2 separate regions of the Mus musculus genome follow, and region 1 is linked to region 2. A link is a contact called in public HiChIP or PLAC-seq data. All regions are on one chromosome and are shown on one strand. Each heading gives the region's core, a stretch centred on a gene start, on an enhancer-like site or on the middle of the called end of the contact. The rest is flanking DNA. Distances are from core to core; before and after follow the strand shown. Region 1 has its middle 9.6 kb from the start of Gm31117. Region 2 overlaps Prex1 (phosphatidylinositol-3,4,5-trisphosphate-dependent Rac exchange factor 1).

What was found. HiChIP or PLAC-seq counts read pairs in DNA pulled down with a chosen protein or histone mark.
Region 1: a RAD21 HiChIP or PLAC-seq map of pro-B cells shows a contact between it and region 2, with 4 times the contacts expected there. The contact joins two enhancer-like sites. A contact is called at or near these places in 2 of 39 promoter capture datasets (the C10 cell line and embryonic stem cells), 3 of 15 datasets of contacts at CTCF or cohesin (CD8 T cells, large pre-B cells and pro-B cells), 24 of 484 Hi-C or Micro-C datasets (the C10 cell line, CD8 T cells, the G1E-ER4 cell line and 13 more), 14 of 115 datasets of contacts at active chromatin or transcription factors (the HPC-7 cell line, the SCID.adh cell line, bone marrow-derived macrophages and 7 more) and 4 of 9 other capture datasets (adipose tissue, embryonic stem cells, liver and 1 more).

Annotation. Positions count from the first base shown.
Region 1 is chr2:166,774,256-166,776,982 of GRCm38.p6, reverse strand. No RefSeq gene overlaps it. Among named protein-coding and RNA genes, the nearest start is that of Gm31117, 9.6 kb to the right of the region's middle. Within about 2 kb of position 1,367, at least 21 of the 459 cell types and tissues checked have an H3K27ac peak or open chromatin away from gene starts, as enhancers often do. A contact at or near this core is called in pro-B cells, where this site is marked.
Region 2 is chr2:166,690,381-166,693,080 of GRCm38.p6, reverse strand. The region is part of intron 1 of Prex1 (phosphatidylinositol-3,4,5-trisphosphate-dependent Rac exchange factor 1); the gene reads left to right. Among named protein-coding and RNA genes, the nearest start is that of Gm50596, 11 kb to the left of the region's middle. Within about 2 kb of position 1,275, at least 69 of the 459 cell types and tissues checked have an H3K27ac peak or open chromatin away from gene starts, as enhancers often do. A contact at or near this core is called in pro-B cells, where this site is marked.

The DNA of each region.
Region 1 (2,727 bases), core at 118-2,617, 84 kb before region 2:
ATGTGCATGACCACATACACACATACATGTACACACGTACACACATACACACACATACATACACACATACACACACATACACACACATACATACACACACATACACACACACATACATAAACATACACAGAGAGAGACAGAGAGACAGAGAATATAAAGTCCACACAGAGCAAAGAGCTGCAGGCAAATATCCTGACAGAAGATCTGGGGCCCATCCTTGAACTTTAACCCCAGCCCTTCCTTTAACTTTAAAAAACAACAACAGCAGCAACAACAAAACACCCACTAGTTCTTTTTTGCTTCTTACAGCATTGTGTTATTTTTCTGTCACTTGCAGTCAGAAGCCCTGGCAGTCAAACATGCATTTCCATGGCTAGCTGCTCTGTTCTACATGTTGCCAAGAGTTCATTATTCTGATTGGTCACCTTGTCCTAGGAAGCTAAACTCTAGTTAATGATCAGGTATCCAATCAGAGAAACAGAACCCCACAGAGTGTAATTCAGGGAATGCCCCATGGGTGGCAGAAGTGAGGCAATTAACAGCCAACAACCAGGTGGTGGGAGGAAACTGCTGCCCTGTGGGTGGGGGGGGGGGTGGAGGAGGAAGGGGGCGGGGGTGGGGTTGGGTTGAGGTGGGGAGGCGGGGGTGGGGTGGGGACAGGATGAGGTGAGATATGGGACCAAGAGAAGCTGCAAAGCAGAGCTAACCTGGGGCCCTGTGATGCAAACTGGAACTTTAAGGAGCCTAAGGGAGGGGATTCATGGATGAATGTCCTGTCAGAGCTGTGACACATCAGCTACTGAAGATCTTATACACACACACATATGCTCATATCTGGACATGCACAGATGCATAATGCCCATACACATATACACATGTATACGTGACACATATGCATGCAGTGCACACACATGTGTGCATGAAGAGGCAACATTTTAAAGGTGTATTTATTTTTATATGCATTGGTTTTGTTTTGTTTTGTTTTGCCTGCATGTATGCAGCTGTCTTTGGCTACTTTGTAGGTTTTTCTTTCTTCTACTCTTTCAATCCCCTAACACTGGATAAGGGAGAAAAATGGATAGAGAGGAAAAGAAAGATCCCTGAATAGAGTCAGGGATCAGAAAAGGGTGACATTGTCATTAGACTACTTCCTGCTGAGTAGGGGTGTTGAGTTCCTTGGGGTAACTTTGATCTCTGCTAGCAGGATATCCAATTTCTTCTTTGCGCGTGACTACTTAACAAACCATGACCAACAACAACCAGCAACAACCAACAATAACTAAAAACCAGCTATGCCTCTCCAGGCTCGAGCACTTTTATACTCTCTGAAAAGTCCCTAGAATCCCAAATGTCACACAATCACAGAAACTATCAGCAGCTGGCAGAATCACATCCCTGCACGAGGCTGTGGGCAGTCCAAAGCAGCCCCGCAGCGCCACACCTGGGATTTAGATGAAAGTACATTCATATTTCTGTTTTGTTCTGTTGAAGAAACCAAAATTCTGCCGGGCGTGGTGGCACACGCCTTTAATCCCAGCACTCGGGAGGCAGAGGCAGGCAGATTTCTGAGTTCGAGGCCAGCCTGGTCTACAGAGTGAATTCCAGGACAGCTAGGGCTACACAGAGAAACCCTGTCTCAAAAAACCAAAAAATAGAAAAAGAAACCAAATTCTCACTACACACGTATGTGTGTGTGAGGGTGCCAGATCCCCTGGAACTGGAGCTACAGAGGGTTGTGAGCTGCCATGTGGCCATATGGCTGCTGGGAATTGAACCTGGGTCCTCTAGAAGAATAGCCAGGGCTCTTAACTGCTGAGCTATTCCCCCACTTTAAAAAAAAGATTGTATGTAGTTATGTATGTATGTATGTATGTATGTGGGTGTTTTGTCTGCATGTACATCGTTCATCTGCACACCAGAAGAGGGAACTGGATCTTTTTTTGTTCTTGTTGTTGTGGGGTTTTTTTTTTGTTTGTTTGTTTTTCAAGACAGGGTTTCTCTGTATAGCCCTGGCTGTCCTGGAACTCACTCTGTAGACCAGGCTGGCCTCGAACTCAGAAATCCACCTGCCTCTGCCTCCCGAGTGCTGGGATTAAAGGCGTGGGCCACCACGCCCAGCTGGAACTGGATCTTATAGGATTTCACTTATAGATGGTTGTGAGCCACCACGGGGGCGTGGGGGTTGGGAATTGAACTCAGGACCTCTGGGAGAGCAGCAGAGCTCTTAACCTCTGAGTCATCTCTCCAGCCCTGAGCTCAGGTTTTTAACAGGGTGAGAAGAGGTAAACACCCACATCCCCCCTTTCTCTCACTTCCTTCTACTACTGACTAAGAACCCTCAAAACTGGGGGGGGGGGTCTTCCACCAAAGCTGTCTCCTCTCAGTCTCCTGTAAGTCCCGGGGAGCTACTGATCAAATCTGGAGAGAGTCTCCTCAGGACGTTAAATTCGTCGGTGTTGGCGCTGGCATTACCCACACGAGATGGGCTGTAGGGTTGGACCAGCTGATGCATACTGCATCGACAGCCATTAGCACACAGTGAATGCTCAGTAAATGTGCCACAAAGGAGGCGGCCAGTCCTCATGGCTGCCATTCATAGCAGCGCTGTAGCAGCATTGCTATCATTATGGTCCCACGTTGACTGTGAGGCTTAATTAGATTTAGAGCCTAAATTTTGTTTTTGTTTTTTAATATGAGTACACTGTCAGATCCCATGACAGATGGTTG
Region 2 (2,700 bases), core at 26-2,525:
CAGCAACAAAAACCAGGAACAGAGAGGCCTGGGTTACAAGAGAGTCCATCATGTCCTGGGTGGGCTCCGATTTGCTATCACAGGCCCTGTGCCCATGTCTGATCCTTCACTGAGACTCGGGGCGGGACTTCCCTGCACCCATTGGAGGTGGGGGGGAGGGGTGGTTCCTAGAAAGAAGACCCCAGAGCATTGGGACCATAAAGGGACGGATGCTGGATGCTGGGTGGACTGTTTCTTCTCTCAGCTGGGGCTTCTTCCCTTGCCTCTCCTTTGCCTTCTCGCCACCCGCCTGCTTGCTTTAAAAACCACAGTCACACTGCCTCTTCCCCTGCTGTTCTAGCTCTTTCCACCGATCTCCTAAGAGCACCGGTGGTTACAGGTCTGAAGTGCTGTGCTTCGAGCACAGTGGCCTTCCCAGGAACTAAGTGGGAAGGTGTTCTCCAGTCACTTCGTTGTAAGAGAAAGGTTTTGTTTGTAACCTGTCCAGGCTCACACCAGCTGTGTGTTTGCATCTGCAAATGGTGGGAATTCTTGGGTCAGAGGATGAAGTGTGGAGCCAGGCTTCCAGTGCTGGGCCCAGCCTGAGCTCACAGCTAGTGTTTGTGGAGCGAACCAGCAAAACCAGCAGGGGCTTGGAGCCCGCTCCAGGTCTGCTGAGGCGTCTGGGCCTGAGGTCAGCCCCAGTGGGAAGCATCCTGTTCTGCTGTGCCCTCCCCTCCCCACACAGGGAGATCTGAATGAACAGAACCCAGAATGTTCCGGCAGCGCTGGCTCCCGCAGCAAGTGACAAAGGCATCTTTGTCCGGTCCCGGGTGTGAAATCATTCCACAGGGGGGATAGTGTAGGCTCTGGAGTCAGCTTGCCAGGGAGGGAGGGGCTGGGCTAAGGTGTCCCCATCCCATGCCCGTTCCTGTAATGGGGTAGCGTTTCCCCTACCTACTCTCACTTTCATCTGGGCCAGAATGCTTTTTTGTCCCCTTGCCCTAGGAGGAGAAGATAGGTCCTAAGTCTTTGAACAGTCTAGAGAAGTGCTCACCCACTGAACTACCCCCTCCTTGCAGTGCCCCATCCCTTTATTTCGTGAGAGAGTCTTTCGGGGTAGCCCAGGCTGGCCTCAAATGAACAGACTCAGGTTTGCAAGCCTGTGTCCCAGTACCCAGCCAGTATGCTCCAGACTCCGCAGATCTTGTGGGCTGAGAACGATGCGGGGCTGCCATTCTGCTGAGAAGGCGCGTGTCAACGTCAACCTTCTGTCCTTTATACCACAGTGTGCACAGCAGCTGTGAAACCAGGCTGGCATGGCTGCAGGGGACAGGCAGGGGACAGGCAGAGCGGCAGAGTGTTAAAATAGCTTGGCGGTGACTTTAACACCCTTGGCTCAGTTCCCTTGGGAATCTCTCAAGGGGGAAGAAAAAAAGCCCGTGGGTGCGCAGGGGAGATGCTCAATGGGTAAGAGCGCTTGCTTTGAAAGTGGGAGGCCCTGAGTTTGAATCCCCTATACTCATGTGAGAAGCTACACAGGGTTAGAGGTGGGGCCAGAGGGAGGCACATTCCAAGAGCTTGCTGGCCAGCCTGCCTAGCTGAAATGGTGAGTGTCTGGTTCAGGAGAGACCCTGCCTCAGAGCACCGAGGTGGAGGAGAGTGAGGGAAGATACCAGAGGCCCTGATCTGTCTTCTGCATGCGCACTTATTGGTGCACACACGTACACACTCACACACTCACACACACACACACACACACACACACACACACACACACTCACATATACATGTGCACACACACATGCGCACACACAGTGCATATGAAAGATGTAAAGCTGTGGAGATTTTTTTCCAGCTGCATTTCTAATGACACAGTAAAATGATAACCAACAGGTAAACCGCAGAGGTGGGCATTAGCAAATAGCTTGTTAGACCATCAAGCGTGCTTTGCAAAGAATGTTCTTGACCTCTGACCTCTCTGTGGATAGGAAGGCAGCTAGAGTAAGTGAGAAAGGCAATCCCAGTGTTTAGGGGGAAAACAACAACAACAACAACAACTACTACTACTACTACTACTACTACTACTACTACTACTACTACTACTACTAAACAATAATAGCACAGAAGCTGGGCTTAATGTAATCCTGGCAAAGGAGGCAAAGGCAGGAGGATCAGGCAGGCTTTCAAAGTCGTCCTCATCTACATAGCATATTTGAGTCCAGCCTGGGCTACATTGGATTCTATCTTAAATAGAAGAGGAAGAAGGAAAAGGGGAAAAAAAAAAGCACTAAAAGGCTCTTTGGGTGGGCATGTCAGTTGGCTTTCTGTTGTGGTGACAAAGCATCCGAGAACGTCAGTTCATGGTATTTGAGGTCTCGGACTTGGGGTTGGTCCAGTCACCTGTGATAAGGCAGTACGCCACGGCTGTGGGAACAGGTCCATGAGACCCGCTCACCTCAGGGCTGCGTCCCCAATATCCATGAAGTAGTATCTCTCCAGAGAGCTGGCTTCCTTTCCGCAGGCCATGCCTCCTAACGGTTCTGCCACTTCTGGGTAGCATCCAGGATGGTGACCCAGGCTTTGGGGGTGGGGGTGGGGGTGGGGGTGGGGGTGGAGGGACACTTGAGATCTAACTTACTGTCTGTGGTGGCACGGGCGGGTCATTCAGGAACTGGAGCTGGGGCACCAGGCATGTGAGCTCAAGGACAGCTCTTAGAA